Linked DNA regions of Drosophila melanogaster: region 1 is linked to region 2. Evidence: chromatin contacts called from public Hi-C data. All regions are on one chromosome and are shown on one strand. Each heading gives the region's core, a stretch centred on a gene start, on an enhancer-like site or on the middle of the called end of the contact. The rest is flanking DNA. Distances are from core to core; before and after follow the strand shown.

The links. Hi-C and Micro-C count contacts between places; a contact is called where the count stands out from the background.
Region 1: a contact with region 2 is called in a Hi-C map of the Kc167 cell line, with 4 times the contacts expected there. The contact joins two enhancer-like sites. A contact is called at or near these places in 2 of 107 Hi-C or Micro-C datasets (the Kc167 cell line and embryo).

Annotation. Positions count from the first base shown.
Region 1 is chrX:1,697,030-1,702,535 of dm6, reverse strand. No RefSeq gene overlaps it. Among named protein-coding and RNA genes, the nearest start is that of a6, 3.9 kb to the right of the region's middle. Within about 2 kb of position 1,250, at least 6 of the 39 cell types and tissues checked have an H3K27ac peak or open chromatin away from gene starts, as enhancers often do. A contact at or near this core is called in the Kc167 cell line, where this site is marked.
Region 2 is chrX:864,621-870,400 of dm6, reverse strand. All of the region lies in intron 3 of CG43867, which reads left to right. Among named protein-coding and RNA genes, the nearest start is that of CG14634, 4.9 kb to the right of the region's middle. Within about 2 kb of position 1,795, at least 11 of the 39 cell types and tissues checked have an H3K27ac peak or open chromatin away from gene starts, as enhancers often do. A contact at or near this core is called in the Kc167 cell line, where this site is marked.

The sequences.
Region 1 (5,506 bases), core at 1-2,500, 830 kb before region 2:
AGGCAGACATGACCGGCCCATTATGGCAATCACTGGGAACAGAACTCGGAGCAGCTATTAAGCGGAGCATAACGGATAGCGGAGAACTTGCAAAGCGTTTCATCCAATTAGAGAGTGTTGTTTCATTGTTAATTGCTCCATCAGCATCGAGCATCTGCGGACGGAGGCGAAGTGGGAGGACGAGGACGAGGACGAGGACATGAACTTGGCCGAGGCAGCTTTTTAAGTTTTGCCGGCGAGCAGCGCATTCCCAATGAGCTGTAATTAACTTTATCCGAAAATCTTCGCAGCCGGTGGCTGGAGTGGAGGCTGAGTCACCCAGCCAGCTGATGGCGGTTGGCTGATGGCTGGTGTCCGCATCAGAGTAACTGAGCACACCGCTCCAGTGCCGGCGTTTTCATCAAGTTAGCAAGTCAAAGTTGTTACGTTGGCTTGTTAGTGGCCAGTGCGACGGGCACGGTTTGCGCCGGCAAGCAGCTCATCGGCTGGGGGTTGGATTCGCTTAAAGATGCCCTAATTTATGGCCGCTTTATGTGGTCGCTCGTCGTGTGCGCCGGGGCAATCCTTTTCGACACCGTCAAGTCCTGCCAGCGAGTGGAGCCCAGTGCCGGGCTGGTCACTTGAGGCGTTGGAGCGCACACAATCACTTCAGCTAGCTTCGTGTTAGCTTGAGCTTGTTTTGCTTTCAGACATTTCCTTCTTCGCTTGGGGACGGGGCTGTTCGGTGGCTCCATTGTTGTACCCGGATCTGTTTCCTGATTATTTTTGTAATTGTTGTTTAAGTTGTTGTGGCTCGAACAACCGCAATTCCTTCTCAGTGGAGTCGTTTTGGTCGGGCGTGATTTAATTGAAATCAATTAGCGGTAATGGGTGGTCATTAAGCTGGCTTAGTTCCTAGTCCTTCCGCAAATTCGTCAGTTCATTCGTTTTTTACGCCGCTGCCACTTTAATTCGGCACTTTACTCCTTAGCCGGGCAGATGGAACCTCGGTCCGAGCAGGCCCACAAGTTCGAGGCTCGTTTAAATGGAATTTAATGCAAATTGAACGCAAAGTTTTCCAAATACATTTCAATTAGAAAGTGGATACCCAAATAAGGGAGTTGTGCGATGCTCCGCCGAAGCAATCACTAACAATAACAAATTAACTGGGCCGCCAGCAAGCTCCAAGCTCGGAGCTCCACACCCAACCCAGTCCAGTCCAGTTCACATATTAAATGAAGGCATAACATTTGCCATCCACAAACGCACCAAAAGTATTTCCCCCTTGGCAGGCTGATAAGGGCGCCAAGGATGGGGACATTGCAGGCTGGAGCATGGGGCACTGCAAAAGTGGCGGATGAGCAGTTGGCTGGTCGCACTTGGAAGTGCGCGGGACAACAGGAGGAGGCCAAGCAGGGGCACAGGATGGGGGCAGGATGGGCACAGGACGAAGGACGAACGCAACTTTTTAACTGGGTTTTTAGCGTTGCCTATTTCGTTCAGTGCTGCGGTTGGCTCAGTGTCGCTCCACTTGGCAAAACGTTACATCCTTTGCTTTGTCGACAGTCCTTTTTTTTTAAATTGTTTTGCTGTTTATTGCAAAATTACACAAAAACAATGCACGTTGATGAAGACGCAGAAACAGAAACTAAAACAGATACGGAAGCCGCCGAGCAATGGGCACTTAGTCGACTTGAGAAGGTCGAAGCCGGTAATACCCTTGGTGATCGAAGGTGTCCAAAAGTGGGTACAAATCCTCATTGAATCTGTTAGCTTTCATTTGCCTGATTTCAGAACAAATAGGCGAATTCAACTTGAATGTCAAAGATATTGGCTCACTTAGTGTTCCACTAAGTGGAATACCCTCGAAAAGGGTACAAAGCATAAGCCAAGCAGCAGACGAGACGGCCAAATGATGATGATGATGGTGATGGTGATTGTGATTGTGATGACGTTGGTTGCGACGTCGAAGAGGAAAGCACAGAGTACCAAAGCGAAAGCAAAAGCAAAAGCCCCAAAACAAAGGAGATAACTGCGTGGGCTGGTGGGGCAGTGGTAGCCATAGTCGCAGTCGTAGTCGTGGCCATAGTCAGTGCAACTGGAGGCCACCAGAAGCAGCAGGAGCAGCAGAATCAGGCAGCGCAGCAGCACAAAATAAAAACTTTCCGAAATGGGAAAACTTTTTTCTCCAACGAGGACACACGGTCAGGGCAGCAAGGACGCAAGGGGGCGGCAACGACCAGTAACGAGCCAAGTTGAAATATCTTTATTGTGTATCAAACCATTTGTATTAATTAGAAGCGGTAGCGCCGGCAAAATAATTACAACAATGCAAAGGGAAGCAAAAGGACAAAACCGATTGCTCCGTCCGGAGAACTGAGAAAAGAGAATATTCAGTTGGGCCGTGGACTTCCACTGGCCATGTAAATACGTGGCCACTCGACGGCAACTCGCCCTCTGTGCCCAGCGGAACCAAGGGCAATTCGAACTGGATCAGCTGGGGAATAAAATGGATTTGGAACTGCAACAAGACTGCATGTATCAGTGCCCATAGCCGTACCAGGACCAAGACCAGTATCAGTACCAGTACCAGTACCCATCACCAGTGCCAGAGGAGAAGGACCAGTGAAGGGTGGCCCAATATAAAATCTAAAGCAGCCAGCGGAAATTCGAGCCAAGCCGGGTGATAATAAACTTATTTACTGCATAGTTTACGTACTGCAGATATCACTCATACGACATGGTGCCGTGCCGAACATTCAACATGCACCCTGCTGTAAAGTGCGATACGGCTACAAGTTGCGAAAACGAACTGCGCCGGCGAAGCCCAGGACAAGTTAATGCGAGCACACTCCCCCAATCGCACAAACATATCTCTATCCACATCACCATACCCAGACCTATCCCCCCATACCCATTCCCAGATGCCCGGAATACCCTCGACTGGGCACGGATATGGATATGGAAGTGAATATGAATATGGGAGGGGTGGATGTGGATGTGTATCGAATAGACGCATGATACAGCTAGTGAAATATAAGTACGTACAAGCATAATGCGATCGTAAAAAGGCTTTTCATTGCGAGCATAAAGTATTAAGCTACTTTGCAGCATCTTTGCATGCATTACCAAGGATAATACACAGACAAACGTCGCCGGCCTGCTCAAGTGCCACTTCCACTGCCACTCCCCATTCCCACTCGCATGTCCAATCCCACTGCCACTACCCACACACAAACACACACACGCTCGGCAAGAAGGGAATCACGTCTCCGCCAGCCAGATTAGCAGGAGTATGTATGTGCAGCAAGGCCTGCAACTCGTGGAAGACGCGAAATTGAATCCGTCGAGGGAAGTGAAATTGGCATTGGCACGATGAGAGGACTAGGACCATCGAGCCGTAGTTATGAAATGTTTTGCTGCCCCCCATTCCTCGCGACGAGTTGGAAAACTCCAGGACTCGATACCCATACCGAACGGACTTACAAGCGGTCGCAAGTGACCGAAGATATTTTATTGCCACGTCCATGTGGCCACACGGAGACAATCTCTAAGTAAGACGCCACTTGCAAATGGACACAAGGATTCCGAGTCTGTGTAAATACATTTTTGCGACGCGCTTGCTTGTTTATTTGGCTGGCGACTTTAGCCCGGTTTCAGTTTCAGATTCATTTTCATTTTCAGTTAACTTCACTCCTTCCGCACTTCACTCAGGCACACCCACACCAACATCCAGACCAACACACACACACACACACACTTCCTGGCAGGACACCCACGCAAACTCGTGCACACACTGCTCAGTTGGACGGCCGGCGACATTTTCGTTTTGGCATTTCGCATGCAATTTGCGGTTCATTGATTCGGAAGTTTTCCCATTTAACTTAAGCCTCTTTAACAATCCTATTGACGCAAATTTCTACTTACCGTTGCCCGGGCACTTGCCGCCGCAGTGGAACCGATACCACCGATGCCACCGATGCAGATGGTTCACTGCCATCCACACTGAAACGGAACAGATGCCTTTGCAAGTGCTCCGGTTGGTCGGTCGGTCGGTCGGTCGGCCGATCCCCCTATGCCCTTCATTCCTTTGATTGCTGTTCACCTCAGTGTCCACTTAGTGCCAGTACCCCCCACATCCCATCTCAACTCATTCCAATCCCATTCCCGGCCAGCAGCATGGCAATGGGTGAACCATTCAACCTGCTCGATAATTATAATAATGTGTGACGGACCTGCCCTCCAGATGGCATCGCTGCTGACACGCATGAAGTCCTTCGGTGCAAACGGGGGCAAAAAGCCCCTTGATCTGCTTGACAAAGGAGTCTTCAAAGTTAATGAATTAGGCAAGTCTGATTCTGACAGCACAACAAAATGTTCCAATACGGCATTGCACGCGAACAGCTTAAGATGTAGGAGTGGCGCCTAGGCGGGATAAAAGTAGTCCCAGAGGAGCACTTCCAGCAGCCGCTGCTGGGGGATCATCAAAGTAACCGTCTCTCCAGGCGGCAGGCACATTAGCAACAGCATCGCTATCCGTATCATCGATGAGCTGGCCGTCGGGAAGCTCAGAAGGACATGAGCCGACTAGCCGGATTGGATGCCAAAGGAGCAGTAAACCAAAGCACCGCTCCAAGGGCAGGTGCATTGTGCAATCTTTTGGTATTTTGTTGGCTTTGCACATTTGGCGTAATGCCAAAACACAATAAAAAATGAGCAAGAGTCGGGGCCAAGGATAAGGATGAGGATGAGCCTGAGCATCCTGGAGCAAGCGGAGAGGAGTGGCGCGGAGAGGAGGTCTAAAGCAAAACAACTGCGGCAGACGATGGCGAAAACAAAAAGACAATGCCAACTTGACTCGACTCGACGCAACTCAACTCAACACCTGAGGAAGGCAAACACTTGAAGACGCGAAGCGGGAACCCCATTTTCCGCCATCAGGACGATGAGCACCGGGATGAGCAGCGAGGACGTGCATTCATTCAAATCGACTCAGTGCCCCTTGCGCCTGGCCTCTTGCTCGTCCAACTCCTCGCAAGGAATTCATTTTAATGCACAGGCGGGCCAGGCTGGTCGTCCCAGCCAGGAAACGATTGCAGGCAGACACGGATGGGCCACGGGGTGGGGTCGGATGTTGGATGTCGGATGTAGGATGTCGGATTCAAAGCCACCAGGGAGAGTCGCTTAAGGGTGCGTGTGGTGCGCCAAGATGTGGGTGCTGCTGCTCCTGCTCCTGCTCCTGCTCCGCACTCCGCGGCCTTAAACGGCCAAAGTGCAATCCAGAAACACAACACAAACAGTCAAAGGAGCTGCAGCTGGCGCAGCCAGGACTACGGAGGTCCTGTGCTGCCAGCCAAACGCAAAGCACCGGCTACAGTCGAGTCGAGCCAAGTCAAGACCGAGTCTATAATTTTTGTTGTGGTTCCTGTCTATTGTCTATTGTCTCTCGCCGCCCTTCTCCCTTTATCCCCCAGTAAACTGGTATCCTTCGCCAAGGGCAGACACATCTCCGTCTCCAGCTCCAACG
Region 2 (5,780 bases), core at 546-3,045:
TTTTTTTTTTTGGGTTCTCGAAAAGTTTGCCAGGCCTGTGATGTGCATTTCATTTGCTGCTTTTAATTAAGGCCCGTTCCGGACGGAAAGGCCGCCCCTACGTACACTGAAAAAAGGCCCCGAGGCTTAACTTTGCTTACACGTTTGCCACTCACTTCCCAATGAGTTTACTATTTATGACCCCTGTATGAGCTGTGATTAATCAGAGACTGAGAATGGAGGCCATGTTAGTTGTATTCCAAGGAAATCAATGATTTACCCCTCTATCGCATCAATCAAACAGCGGCAATTGCCTTGACATTAGCCATAAATTACGTGAATAAAGCGTTCCGGGAATACGAAATCAGAACCTCGGTCTGCAGCCAATGAACCGCATAACAAACCGTAAACGGTTTCCGGTTGCCTCCCCTGCAAATTAAATAATACCGTATCCCGGATCGCAAAAAGGAGTAAAGGATCGGGGCCGGCATGGTAAGGAAATCTAAGCCAATTGCGGTTGTTTTTGCCTTTGGCAGTGTCAGACAGTGAAATATTTGTCGATAACTATTAGCAAGTGGTGCATGAAATGCGATAACATTAATTAGCCGGGGCAACGAACCACAAGTGGTGACCCCGATCACCCAGTTCCGCCCATTCAACGTGGTTGAATACCCGGCATATGCATAGCAATACAGTCTCGCTTCGGGTATTTAATTGCCATCCATGGCTTTAGTAATAATAATAACAACGATAGATTCCCGGCCTCCTAATTAATGGCGGGAATATAAGCCTTATAACGTTCCATCCCGATAGGGATAAGATTGTGAACATTTCAAGGAAATAAATCTTAAACCCCACATACGTTCATATGTATGAATGTTGGGATTTTTATGCAATGCGTAAATGCAGAAACAAGCTGGATAGCATATTCAAGTTGGCATAGTCAAAAATCTTCTTTGAGCTTTTCCTTTTTCTCAGGCTTAATATAAAAGCAACAAAATCTTAGGAAAATGCGACTTACGCACACCCACACACCATCTACACGCGAGTGTGAGTGAGTGACACAAATACAAGACGACAGATGCCACTTAGAGGAGCAGAAGCGAGGCAAGGAAGTAAAGTGGGGAGGCGAATAAGAGGACGGCCATGTTGGCAACCATGTCAACACTTATCTTTATGAGTTTCCGCTTTCTGTAAAGTCATTGACATGTATTTTTCCTTTCTTCTCCCGCCTTTTGATACTCCGCAGCCGTTTGGCACTTTGGGCGTAACGCATACAATAATCTGCAGATACAGATACAGATGCAGATACAAGTTTGATACCACTTATTTAGCTGCCCAGAAGTACATTTGATACGGCATCCGCTAAATAAATAGCCATTGCCCTTGCTTCGTATTCCGATACGTAATCCAAGGCATTCGAGGATCCCAAATAACGTTTACATTCTGTAGTGAGTATTTTGTAGTCGGTTTATTCGACCAAACCTTATTTTGGATATTTTTTTGCTGCGCCTATTTCAACATAAGTAAACTCAAAACTTGAGTACAGCGGGAACGAGGATGAAAGTCATGCCTGCGTGTTTATGTGCTTGCCGAGCTTGTGCGACTCTTGCGCAGTTTTTTACGAGTATCTGGGTCCTCGAAATCATTGGCATCTCTTAGCGCTCAGACTCGCACCCAAGCAAATTGCTGAAATCGCAAGTGTGCTTTTAGGCGTTAAATGCTATAAATTACTTTTCGAACGGCATAAATAAGAGTAAAGTCATTGAAATTGGCTCACTCCCAAACACCCACGCCAGATGGCGTCTTCGTCGTCTCGTAATCAGCATATTTCGCCGTATGTGTGTGTCTCTGCGTCTGTATGTGTGCGCGGCTCCATAGCCATGTGTGCGTTTGATCCTGCCCTGGGGAGCCACTAAGTGATGATTTGCTTTGGGGCGTAACCTGAGCACAGCACCTAGGGGAGGAATGCGTGGCGGATAAACTTTATTTTTATAGATGAACAACCAAGTTTACGTTTGCCAGTCGCATAAGAAGTTTCTAAGCATTTCACTCAGTGTGGACCCTATAGATCTGTGGCAATGTATGCGCAAACTTTCATCTAGTCGTAGGTCACCTTTTGAATGTCCCATTCGTCAATTGTAATTGGTAGTTTAGTTGGACACAAACTGAACCTTTATTTTACTGCTTCCCTAGACACTTGAGTCTCAACATGCCACAACAGTTCGCTAAACAGAACGGCATCAACACGATTCAGAGGGGCAATACTTTCTTTTGCAGTGCCCAACGTGGGGCTCTGACTGTATGAATACTCGTAAATATATTTATTTTTATTCTTTCGAAAACTCTGGGCGCAAGTAAAGCGGAAACCTGCAGCTGATGCCCCTGCTTTCGCCTGCCGTTTTTATAGGGTCTGACAGCCTCTCACGCTTTTCACTTTTATTATCCTTTATGTGCGATTTCACACCTTCAATTGCAGAGAAGGCGGCGAGTGCGAGGAAGAACAGCTTGCCACACGTAGCAGCAAATCAAAATCTTGAATTTATTCCACATACGAAGCGCATGAATTTCAAATTACTGTGGGAACACCCACCTACGTCTACAGGAACACTGACCCAGCTAGCGCATACCGCTAACTTTAACCTCCTGCCTCTTTCGTGGACGTGTGCAACACGTTGTGTGGCAGCCATATCGCACAGGGTGCTGCTTCTACTGCTGCCACTCGTTTTCCATTCCCATCTTGCCCAGGATAATGACTGCACTGTGGTCGTGCCTCAAAATGTTTGAAGCCCTCCACCTTTTAGTCTTATTTTTCACGAGTCTGAGCCTGAGTCTTAGTATAAGTGTAAAGCAGGAGTTATGGAACTCTTTCAGGGGCAGGAAGTCCAGAACCAAAGTGTAGTATCGAACATGAAAAAACAAAGATAGCGAGAGAACGGGCCAATGAACGGCTCATTTGAAATTCATGCGGCCACTCACTGGGTGCATAAAGCAATCAAATCAACCACATAACACCAACACCACAAACTCACTCGCACATATACTTGGGGATTTTCATGCTCTCCTCGGAGGATTTCCCCTCTTGCCCGTTTCGACTTTTCCTGCTTTTTTCTTCGCCTTGTAGCATTTCTGTCGGTTTCATACACGTTTCATTCGTGTAAATAATAAATAAGCTAAGCTGACTTTTGTGGCGTGCAAAACGTTTTGCTCGTCCTTCGCGCACCTCCAGAAGCCGGAGGATGTGTTGGCCCAAAGAGACCAGGCGAGGCTATCGATTCCAAATCTCAACCGAAGTCAAATATGACAAGCCTAAACAAAAGCGAAAGTTTGCCACTTGCTCAACCCTTTGCCAGTTGTTCACCCCCGGCTTTGCCTTCATTTGGAACCCTCCATCCATGATTTATGCATGACCCGGAGGCGCTCGACCCAAGTTGGGGTGTTGTGCCGTGGGGGGGGGGGGGGGGGGCGGAAGGGATAAAATGGACAGGGGCTGGGGGTTGATCAAAGCTGATTCATGCTTGCATGCGAATTGTCCATGCTGGATTCAATGGGGATGACCTGGAAGTGGGTTAACCAGCATTGCTTTGCATGGATTTCTTTTTTTTTTTTTACCCATAATAAGTTGAACGTAAGTTCTCCTTGTGATGTATTTGCAGTTGATGCTAACCCAATTAAAGAACTTGCCACTTTTAACGGGGACCGTGGCGAATATAATCAGTTGCATGTCCAAATTCCCACGAATCCTTTGTCCGTGTCAAACCAATTAGTTAGTGCAACTAATAAAATAAGAACTAAAGAGAGCAGGATTCTGCTTTGGTCAGCTGGGTGGAGAATTGAGTAAATTGGAGTGGAAAGGGCAGCAGAACCTGCACACAGCAATTTGACTTTTCCATCAATTATTTAGACACAGCAGCGAAAATAATGATGATGACGGAGGAGGGGAAGGCGATGGTCCTGATGGCGATGCAGATGCACGTTGGGGTAGCCGGTTTGGAGGGGAAAAACGTGGTGGGTAAAACAACCGCTTCAACTATTGGCAGCTAATTAATTGAATTCTGTTCGATAACGTGTTGCAACTTTTCCCCGCCGAAAAGAAGGGCGAAAATGTGGGGTCAAGTTGCGTAACAAGTTTGGCGCATAAAGTCATTAAAGTTTTCTGATTCGATTTGGCGTCTTATCCCTCTCATCCGTTTCCCATTTTTTAATTCCTGCGCGCAAAACTTTCTAAGCTCCCGAATTAATGACGCCCCAACCAAACGATGTTATCGAAAAAGGGGTTGCAAAACTTTGGCCATAATAATATTGATAACCTCGTTATATCTGGAATAGGACGAGCTCCGTAGGCATTACGATTCGATTCCTCCGATTGGTTGCAGAAACCACTTGGAAATCGAATACTCAGCGGAAAACATTTAAAACACTGTCTCCTGTTTGCGGGCTGCGCTGCCCTATTTCCCGAATTTCCCTTAAATGTATGTTGAGCCAGCGAAAATTCCTCGCATAAAGGGGATTGGCAAACGTTTTGTTTAACGGATGTGGGCCTTGTGCCACTCTTATCAGTCAAAAAACATTCACACTTACACCGTTACTCTCTCACTTAAAGCGAGCTATAGAAGATGCATAAATCCCGGCCAAGAACTTTAAACGGGCAATGTTGAAACGGGAAAGCGCCATAAACATGTGGGAAATGCATTCTTTATTATTTGCTAATTGTGTTGCTTTCAAAGGAACTATACATTTACGCACTTACGTGCGTTTTTGAAATTGTTCATTTTACTGATGATGTGAGCCAAGTAAATTGGTTTTGAGTTATGTTTGATTGCATTAAAGGGGCAGGGGGTGAGGATACGTGGTGCTGTCACTACAGCTTAAGTTCGCCCCTTGCTTCATCCTGTGCTCCATTAATTTAGCAACAGAAAGAGAGAAGCAACGCACACAATCCTGCTTCATCCCCTGTTGATCCCCTTTTCAGTCAGTCCCTGCCACGCCCATTTGATTGGTCACGTGCCCTGCACGCCCCTGTCCCTCTCTCCTTCCGGCTTTTGGCTTCAATTCGTTGTGATTGCTTTGTATCGATTACAAAATGCATTACAACATTTGCCACATGATAAATAACACTCTGCAAACGGGTAGCACTGTTTCGGTGGGCGGTGGTTTGGGTCGTGGGCGTGGTCGCACCTGAAATTAATGCTCGCGATACAGCAAGAGGAGCAGTCAAAGGAGCAGTTTTTTTAATCAATTACAATCTATGAATCATAATAATTACAATCTGTTACAATAAGATTTGGTCCACTCCATCCAGAATGTCTCTAGATTAGCTATTTCTGAGTTTCGTATGATTCCCGTATTTGAGAGATGCCAGCCATGAGTTTGCTGTCTATCTACCCCTGCTGGTTATTGTTCCTTTTGACTTTATGCACTGCAGGTCCAATTACCTTTAATGGCTCTTCTTTGCTTTGATATGCGCAGATCTGGTTCAGTGCGACCGTGCGACATTTATAAAATGTGAAACGCAAAAACGCAACTACCCCACCGAGGAGCTCGCTTAACCCCAAGGGGACGTTGCAAGGACATTTTCCCGCACTTCCATGTCTCGCCCCCTCCATTGCTGTTCCTCGAAGGAAATAAAATGCAATTGCGTGATTATTGAACGATTTGTATCAATTCACAAAGGCAACGGTTTGGGGCGGGCGAAAAACTGCCGTTGCCCTCAAATGTTTATTTATGCATTTCACTTGCTTATGTTATTACAAGTCTTCACGGGGTAGTGCGGACTAGTGGAATGATTGTTGATATCAGTA